2 separate regions of the Mus musculus genome follow, and region 2 is linked to region 1. Evidence: chromatin contacts called from public HiChIP or PLAC-seq data. All regions are on one chromosome and are shown on one strand. The core of a region is the stretch at or near the end of the contact, and the rest is flanking DNA. Distances in the headings are between cores, read along the strand shown.

Region 1 (4,588 bases), core at 1,277-3,776:
TAAATCTCTAGCCTTTCATGATACAAAGGCTTGTTCAGACTTCAAAATCCTTGGGTAATCTGCATTACACATTCTCCAAAATAAATAAATAGATAAACAGAAATAGATAAACCGACCAAAAATTACAAACTGCGGTTGAACTTGGGGGTCTAGCCTCTGGGTGTAGCTTTCTGTGCTGCTCACACATTCTTGGAATTGTTATCAGTTTCTCAAGGAATTCTTTTCTAATTGAGCCTCTAGGCTTAATTGGCTTCTCCAGTGGAATGTAGTGGTGCGAAAAGTCAGTGCATTGGGAAACTGACCGTCAGCTTGACTTTCTAGACAGAAGTGGCTAGCTCTAGGGTGGAGAGGGTGCTTAGCAGAACTGGAACTGTGTCTATCACCCCCCTGGAAGCACGTCTGTGGTGGTTGTCAGAGGGCTGACAGGTGGGGGCGGGGCGGGCAGGGGGCAGCCAGCTCGCTATGCCATATAAAGCACTGAGCTATATATAACTCCCTGCGTACTTTCTGGATCTAGTGCTTCAGACTGCAGACCCAAGCAAGTATCACCTTCCCTGGGCAGGTCTTAAGGCTTGTCTAGTGAGAAAAAGAGCCTCAAAGTGTCACAGTAGCCCTCAAATTTAGCGTCTGAAGTAAAAGGATGAGTCCATTTAAAGGCCAGGCTCTGTGGACTTACTCAGACTAGGTCCATCAGCGAAAACCACCGGGGGCTGGGGGCGCGGCAAACACTAGGTATTCTGTTTTGCACAGACCTTGGTGATGACATACACCTCAGAGGTTTTATACCAGCAGGAGGCGAAGTTCACCTCCAGCTTCACCCTTTTCAGCTCCCAGCTTCGTACCCACCCACCTCCAACCAAAGGGGAGGAGGTAAAGAAGAGGAAAAAGAGAAAAAGGGAAAGGACGGAATAAAAATGAAACGTGAGCAGCAGTAGAGGCGGCATCCAGTGCTCTGGGCCACGGCCAGGCTGTGTGCAGGTGTCCCTGCAGGAGGAGGTTCGCCCTCTTCCTTTGCTCTGCAGCCCCTGTGGTGGCCCCCCGCCCCCCAGAGTGGCCACACGGACAGGAGGTGAGGGAGGCAGTGTGAGCGTGCACTTACATCTGTGGCCTTTTTCTCCGCCAGCTCCAGTTTCTCCTGGGCATCTTTGAGAGCCTCGGAGTATTTGTCCAGTTCATCTTCAGTGCCCTTGAGTTTCTTTTGCAGTGACACCAGCTCATCTTCCAGCTGGGAGTTGGCAGTGGAGTACGGGGAGGGGGGAAGGGGGAGGGGGTGGGGTGCGGCAGGCAGCGTGATCCCGCAAGGTGCGGGTTGAGGGTGCATAGACCATAAAGGACAGGGACAGCGGGAGAGAGAGAGAGAGGGAAAGACAGGGAGGGAGAGAGAAAGAGAAAGAGTTAGCCATTCGTGTGCAGTGCCTCGCCGCGCGCCCGGGGTACCTTGGCGGCGGTCTCGTCGGCAGCCAGGAGGCTGTCCTCCGCCTTGTGCAGCTCCTCTAGCACCCGGTCCCGCTCGTCCTCCGACGCCCGCAGCAGCTTCTCTTTCGCTGCGATGTCCTCCTCGAGCTGGGGTAGCGGCGAGCGGGCGCGGGCGGCCGGCATGGACCGGGTGGGAGACACATAACAAATGGGTGCCAGGTTGGCTGGAGCCCTGGGGCTAAGGGATCGCTGCTTTGGGGCTCAAGGGACCCTAAGATATCTCTCCCAGAGATCTCACTCAGTGACTCATCTCGCACACCACCCCCCAACCCGGGACCACACGCTCCGGCCGGCCGAGGACAGCAAGCTCAGGTTCTCAATTTGAGGGACTGCCGAAACATGTCCTTGTTTGGCTAGCTTTCCGTGTGTCTCCCATTCTGTCCCATCTTTGTTCTTAGGAAATAATTCAGTGACTCCCTCCTCTTCCCTTCAAAGTCTTCATCCCGTGTTGAGGGATCTTTCTCCCCAACCAAAAAGTCCAAAGAACTTCGGACACCTTAGGACTTGAGCCTTGCTCCGCTCCCCCACCCTTCCCTCCAGGCAACCCGGGAACTTGTATCCTTTCTCTCTTCCTCTTTCAAAACTGATTCCCAACCCTAAGAGTCAAGAGCCTCTCTAGGGAAGAAGCTCAGTGGACCTCGCAGACCGTGGGAGTCAGAGAAGGGCCACGAGCGTCCTCGGACGAGACAGAAAAGTTAGAATCAGTCTAACTCTCGCGCTTCTCCTTTTCTTTTTTAAACGTGCGCCCCTGGACACCCTGGCTGGGGATGGGATGAGGAAAGGGAGCCAGTTCGGGTCCCGGGGCTGAGCGACCCACGCTAAGCTGGGGCATTGGAGGTTGGGGATAAATGCAGACCTGCTTGCTCCGGTCTTCCGCCGCCTTCTTATCAGCCTCCGCTTGCTCAGCTCGATCCAAGGCGTTCTCTTTGTCGAGCTTCAGCATCTGCATCTTCTTCTTGATGGCGTCCATGGTGGCGGTGGCGAGGGGCCCTTAGGCAGCGGAGCGAGAGGAGACGCGAGCGCGGTGGGGTAGCAGAGCCGGAGTGCGAGCGCGGAGCTGCCTGCTGCTCCCTGATATGTACTTTCCCAGGGGGGCGACCGCATTCCTTAGGACAGCCAATACTTTTTTGGAAAAGCTTGTTCCTCCTTCCCCCTTTCCCAGTCTCCTGCCTCCGCCCCGTGCCCCCTCCTCGCTCCTCCCGCGGGGGCCCGCACGCCCATTCGCTGCCGCCTGCCGGCCTCCCAGTTGACGGTGGATATGACTATATATGGGGACCCGAGCCTCCGAGGCCGCGGCCGGGCGAGGCCGTCCTATTTCTAAACCTGCACGCCTGGGAAAGAGCGCCGGGACCTCGCTGGAGAGGAGCCCGGCACTGGGCGAGAGTCTCTAGCCACCTCTCAGAGCCATCGTCTGGCGGTCAAGGTCCCCAGAAGAGCCTGCCCGGAACCACCCGGAATAGGGCAGGTGGTGTGTGCGCACCGGCTCACTCTGCCTCCAGGTCCTGGGGTGCTGCTCATTGTAAGGTCCGGGGGCTGCCAGTCACGGCCACTGCCCCTCCCCTCTGGGCCTGGGAGCTCTCGGTACCCAGCTGGGTCCTTGTGGCAGCACTCAGCCCACTCACCAGTTGTCGTCCTGGGCTCTCACGGTCTGGACATTTCAACCAGAGCAGAGAAATAGAGGTGGAGGAAGGTTTGAGGGCCATTCCTGAGACCCTGTCTCTCTGCCCCTGATAGTGGACATAGTGACACACAGGCAGTCTCGAGTCTTTTCACCAAACTGGGGGTGGGTAGTAAAATACTTTAGGGACTTAAGGCCCAAAAGTGCCTGCGCTGTGCTTTGGAAAGGGCAGAGGGAGTGTGTCAGTGTGTAGCGGTCTAGGCGTTTTTCTTCCCTGTGGGAGTCAGTGGTGTGAGTGTGAGTGTGTGTGTGTGTGTGTGTGTGTGTCTGGTCTTTAGTCATCGGCAGCTGTGATTTGTAACAGCTTCAATGCTGTAGCTTCCCTCCATTTATTCATTTGCATGTTTTACTAGAGTCGGTTACTTATTTGGGGGGCGGGGTCATGGAGGTGCATTCGTGCTTTGGTGGACTGTAGAGGTCAGAGAGCAACTCTTTAAGAATCCAACACAGGGGGCTGGTGAGATGGCTCAGTGGGTAAGAGCACCCGACTGCTCTTCCAAAGGTCCGAAGTTCAAATCCCAGCAACCACATGGTGGCTCACAACCACCCGTAATGAGATCTGATGCCCTCTTCTGGAGTGTCTGAAGACAGCTACAGTGTACTTGCATATAATAAATAAATAAATCTAAAAAAAAAAAAAAAAAAAAAAAAAAAAAAAAAAAAAAAAAAAAAAAAAAGAATCCAACACAGGTCTTTGTGCTTGATAGCAAGCTCCTTTACCTGCTGAGCCATCTTGTTAGTCCAGTTTCCTTGCTTGGATCCTTACAGGGAGTTGTCTCTCTCTGTAAGGCATTTGGATGCTGGTGCTGAAAACATGGTACAAATTAGCTAAGGAAATGGTTCTATCTGTAGCCTGATCTCTGCAGAGGGAAAGGGGCCAGCCAGCTCAGCACTGAAGACAAGAGGATTGTCCCTCCGTATCGCTTTAAGTTTACCTCAAGCCAGTCCCCAAGGAGGAGAGATGCCTGATCTTTTCCAGTTCAGTGAGGCTTCAGGAGGGGAGAACCTTCCTGATGGCCAGCTGAGACAGGGTTGTGAGGGTCTTGTGACCAGTCCCTACAGAATAATTTACAGCCTGTACTACATGGATATCAAATATTCCCCAGACAGTGTCTGAGTAGATTAGGCAGGCCAAATGACTTGCTAAGCCCTTCAAGAAGAGAATGATCATATTCCTCTTTAGGATTTTATCAGGTTTCTGGCTGCCCAGGAGGGAAAACGCACCCTCTGGTAGTGACCAGAACATTGGAACAGATGAACAGGGACTCTGTGGCACAGAACATTCACCAGAGCCCTTCCTTGCCACGTGCCAAGTGGCTCAGGGCGCTGACACCCTTCCAGGCCATGGGCAGTATTCAGATATGTGGGCTATAGGAAGCTGACACTCCAGCTTGGAGTTTAACAGAGGAGAAGAATAGGGAATCTGGAATTTAG
Region 2 (4,588 bases), core at 1,056-3,555, 230 kb after region 1:
TGTCAGGCTCTGGCAGAGCCTCTCAGGTGACAGCTATATCAGGCTTCTGTCAGCAAGCACTTCCTGGCATCCACAATAGTGTCTGGGTTTGGTGGCTGTATATGGGATGAAACCCCAGGTGGGGCAGTCTCTGGATGGCCTTTCCTTCAATCTGTTGTTTGCTGTTTTGTCCTAATGACAGTGTCCTATTGACAGCGTCCTTTGCCTTACAGAAGCTTTTCAACTTTATGAGGTCTCATTCTTGATCTTAGAGCATAAGCCATTGGTGTTCTGTTCCTAAGTTCACTTTTGTTTATGACTAAATATGTTTCTCAAAGATTGGGCTATACCCCCGCCCCCAACCTTAACTACAAATGGTTGTGTATGTCCTGTTCAGGAATGGCAATCATGTCTTTGTTTCAAACAGTTGTTTATAACCATCTTGCAACCCTACTTTTATTATCTGACTGTCTATGACTACCTGGTTATGAATACTTGTTGCTATAATACCTGGTTATGAATACCTATTGTTATGACCATCTTGTCTTTGTTTCAGTAAGGACTACCTTGTTATGGTGCTCTGCTCCTGTAACTGCCTATTTTGCCTGCCTTGTCTTCCTCATATCCAATGCTGACCTCTTGAACCCATCTTAGGGAGAGGCAGCCCATGTACACGGACAAAAAAGCTTTGATTGCATTGTTTCGGCCATGATGATTTGGGTCAGTGGTCTTTCCCCTCCCATCTTTGGGATTAATGCTGTGTAGACAGACAGAATTCTGCCTTCGGGACAGAAGTCAGTAAGCTCCTAATCTAGGCTCATAGCCAACTTTATAGCACAGAGTAAAACATTCTGTGCAAACTGCTTTATTCTGTTACAAGTCTTAAAGGTGGCATTCCCACACAGAACTCCCTAGAGAAAGCTTCTAAAACCACAGACTCCCATTACACAAGCTCAAACAGAAGGGGTGATTTTCTTCTGTGTCGTAGCTACGATGAGAACACTACTGACACAATTCTACAGGACCACATTAAAGTGAAACACATGTTTTAAGAGAGAGGTGAACAGCTGCCAGTCAGAGGCTTGCTTTCATCTTCAAGGGTCTTAGGAGTACAAACTCTTAACAGGAGTGGGGCAATTCCGAAGAGAGATGCGTGTGCTCCTGGCTGATAGACCATTAAAACAACGCTCCCGGAGAAACTGCAATCTCCTCAGGGATTTCATGCTGGGAGAAAGAGAAGGCCGAGTCTTGGTGCCAGCCAGAGAGGGAAACTGTCTTCTAAAAAGAGGGTTCACACAGTTTGACAACTAATGAGTCAGACCACGTGCATGAGAGGCCAGAGCCCAGATGATGGTTGGGACCACATCATGACGCAGATGACCTAGTTATACATACTCCCCCTAACCCATGTAAACCTAAACTTTAAAAATGGACTTGGGGGCTACAGGACTCCTTTATTTGTTCTTCTTCGCAATGTGGCTGCAATGAATGAATTATCCCCCGCCACTCACTCTTCCTTGTCTCTTTAATTGGCCCACTGAGGGTGGGTGGACAAACTGAGCTCATGGGCATACAGCAACTTGGGGACAGGCACCGAGGATGCCACAGAAGGGAAGAGATCCAGGGTCTGATCTTAACAACTCTGGGAATGAGGACGTAATTCAGGGAAGGCATCAGTAAATTACAGAATGATCTTTGAACCCCTCAGTAAACATCTTTGCTCTTGGATAGCACAGACATAAACTATCTGACTGTCGGACTGGAGAAAAGCTGACGAATCCTCTAGGCTTGCTTATTTTTATACCCCCCCCCCCTTTGGGTGCGTGTGTCCCTGCTCACATGTGTGTGAATGCATGTGTATGTAGCTGCATGTGTACATGTGTGGAGACAGATGCTTATCTTAGGTCCCCGCCCCAATCACTTTCCACCTCATTTGTTGAGGAAGGGTCTCTCACCGAACCTGGAGCTGGCCAGTGAGCCTAAGGTCTCCTTCCCTGTGTGTACTGTGGGGCACCGTTTTGTATGTGGATGCAGGGACCTGAGGCCTTTATTGTTTGGTGGCAAGCACTTTCTTGACTGAGCGATCTCCTCAGCCAGTGCTCTTCACTTTTGAGCAGTACAGGTTTCTAGAGTGTCAGCTCAGAGGTCACCTCCTCGCTAACATCCCTAGGTGTGCCTTCCTCACCATGCCTCCTCTTGTCCTCTGAAGCTCAGGGTCAGGCTTCATTTTCATTGAACAGCCTGGCCCTTGTCCATACACTGTGGTCTGGCTAAGCACAACAGCCTTAGCCATCCAAAGACATAGCAGGATCTCAACGACAACACACTTTAACAACCAGCAGCCCTCTGGGAGGGAAAGCGAGCAGGGCAATAATGAGGTCATTATTTTAGGGTCTGGAGCGACTCCCTTATTATTGCTCCTCACACACGGGAAAAATCACATCTGTTCTTTTTCGGACACATGTCTGAAGACAGCTTCCAAGGAGCCTTTTCCTTCCAGATGGGACTTCTACTACAAAGCCCAGGACAGCAGGCAAAGACATCAGAGCAGCTTGGAAAGCGGGAGAAGACAGGAGTGGGTCTCAGGCTTTAGGGGCTGGGGCAGGCAACTGATAATTAGAGCTCTCTGGAGGGAATGAGGATGTGGCTTGGCTGGAGTGTTGCATAAAGCAAACTTGAAGGGAATTCTATAGAAGAGGTGGGGAGAGATGATGCTTCAGGAGCTAAAAGGGCTGTGAGGGAGGTCATGAACATGTGCCTCTGTACTGTCTTGATTTATTGATCACCTGCCTGATACGCACAAGGGTATCAGCCCATGCTGGCCTCAAACTTCCCATGTAGCTGGAAACCTTAGACTTCTGAGCCTCCTCCCAAGAGCTGGGATTAGAGGTGCACGTTACCAGTCCCGGCTTATACAGTGCTGGAATAGAATCCAGGGCATGGTGGATGCTTGGCTAGCGCTCTACCAACTGAGCTACATCCCATATTCCTGTTGTTAAACGTTATTTGCATTCAGATTTAACCTCACTGCTTAGTAGAGGACACAAAGAAATGGATGAACTTGCTAGCTAGCAAGAGGTGGTCTGGGGATTTGACTACTTTTACATTTGACCCTGAGTGTTTGTTTAACCAAACCAGAACTATTGCTAACTAGTTAAGAACATTTCATTGTATTTTATTACCTATTTATTTAAAATGAAATTTAACATGCAGTTAGTATGTGCATGTATGTGTGCATGTGCGTGCACGTATGTGGAACACTGCGTGTCCTAGCACAAGTGTGTAGGTCAGAAAATAACTGAGGGAACTGGATTACTCTTTTGTCCATGTGGGTCCTGGGAATCGAACTCAGATCAATAGGCTTGATGGCGATTAACCATCAGCGGAGCCATCCAGCCACCCCACTTAACAACGCTGTAACTTTGTTTCTTCTACAAATGAGATAGCAACGCCAAGTCAACAGCAAACAGAGCTTAATAAACATTCCCCCAAATGATAACATCCGAGTTGATTCATTATGTGGCCTCTTAGCCAAGGGTCTAAAGAAGCAATCTTGATAGGTGAAGCCTGTTATCTCAGCCCTCAGGAGGCTTCGGGAGGAGGATCAAAATTTGAGACCCTCCCTGGGCTACATAGCCAGTTTCAGGTCAGTATGGGCTACATTCTGTTTCTAAAAGAGGAGGGGAGGGGAGGAAAGGGAAAAAATGAGGGTTAAGGAGACAGTATCAGCAGCAAACTTAATGACCAAAATGTCCTTTGGAGCAAGCCTGTTACAGTCTTCAGACAAAACACAGATTGAACGTTGGGATGGGGCAGAGGTCTTGTTATCAGTCCCATCACACCATTTGATCTAAGAACTAGTCTTACTGATGGAAACCAGTTCTAGCCACTACTTCCATATGGGGAATGTCACTATGGAGCGTCAGTACTGACTATAAATGTGCTCAGCCATGAGGGTCCTTAGGGAGTTTTGAGCTCAGTCTAAGCAGGTACACCAGCATCTTCAAAGTCCAGAACTCCTACTTGATATTCTATTGGCACTGAAGGTTTCATGTGGAAGTTGACAACACGTGGCAGTAAGAAAGCCCCAGAGTCAAGCCTGCTCCAGTCTGAGGGGTGCTGCAGAGGGGTCGGCCCAAGCTCTGGACTCCCACTGCTGACCACCACAGTCAGAGCTGTGTCCACTGTGCTTTTGGTCCTGCCCACTGATTTGGTAGCCAGAGTTATTATTTCCAAAAGACTCTGAACATCTGAGGGTTGATGCTGGCTCTTAATTATTTTAATAATTGCTAGATATATGAAAGATGGGATATAGAAAGGGCCAAGTGTCTCTGTCCTGAGTCCTGCCATAAGTCAAAGTCACTGTTTATAGTTGGATATTTAAAAAATATAGATTAAAAGGGGGCTGGAGGAAGGGCTCAGTGGTTAAAAGGGCTTGCTGCTTCTGCAGAGTGCTGGCATTTGGTTCCCAGAACCCATGTCAGGGGGGCTCACAACTGCATGTAACTCCAGCTCCATAGGATCTATAAAATACCTCCATTAGGCATGTGCACATATACAAAGGCACAAATACACATAAAATATGGATCTGTCTTAGTATTAACTGTCA

The links. HiChIP or PLAC-seq counts read pairs in DNA pulled down with a chosen protein or histone mark.
Region 2: an H3K4me3 HiChIP or PLAC-seq map of embryonic limb bud shows a contact between it and region 1, with 5 times the contacts expected there. The contact joins the enhancer-like site here to the promoter of Tpm1 in region 1. A contact is called at or near these places in 15 of 39 promoter capture datasets (the 3T3-L1 cell line, the HPC-7 cell line, HPC-7-derived erythroid cells and 9 more), 4 of 15 datasets of contacts at CTCF or cohesin (the NIH/3T3 cell line, large pre-B cells, pro-B cells and 1 more), 66 of 484 Hi-C or Micro-C datasets (the AML12 cell line, the C2C12 cell line, the C3H10T1/2 cell line and 41 more), 29 of 115 datasets of contacts at active chromatin or transcription factors (the 230-238 cell line, the NIH/3T3 cell line, the SCID.adh cell line and 20 more) and 2 of 9 other capture datasets (embryonic stem cells and embryonic tail).

The regions. Positions count from the first base shown.
Region 1 is chr9:67,046,687-67,051,274 of GRCm38.p6, forward strand. Tpm1 (tropomyosin 1, alpha) reads right to left here and starts at 2,527. Exons shown (of 10, transcript NM_001164248.1): 1 at 2,333-2,527; 2 at 1,100-1,225. The coding sequence starts at 2,446.
Region 2 is chr9:67,280,521-67,285,108 of GRCm38.p6, forward strand. The region is part of intron 41 of Tln2 (talin 2); the gene reads right to left. Among named protein-coding and RNA genes, the nearest start is that of Mir190a, 46 kb to the left of the region's middle. Within about 2 kb of position 2,306, at least 4 of the 459 cell types and tissues checked have an H3K27ac peak or open chromatin away from gene starts, as enhancers often do. A contact at or near this core is called in embryonic limb bud and embryonic tail, where this site is marked.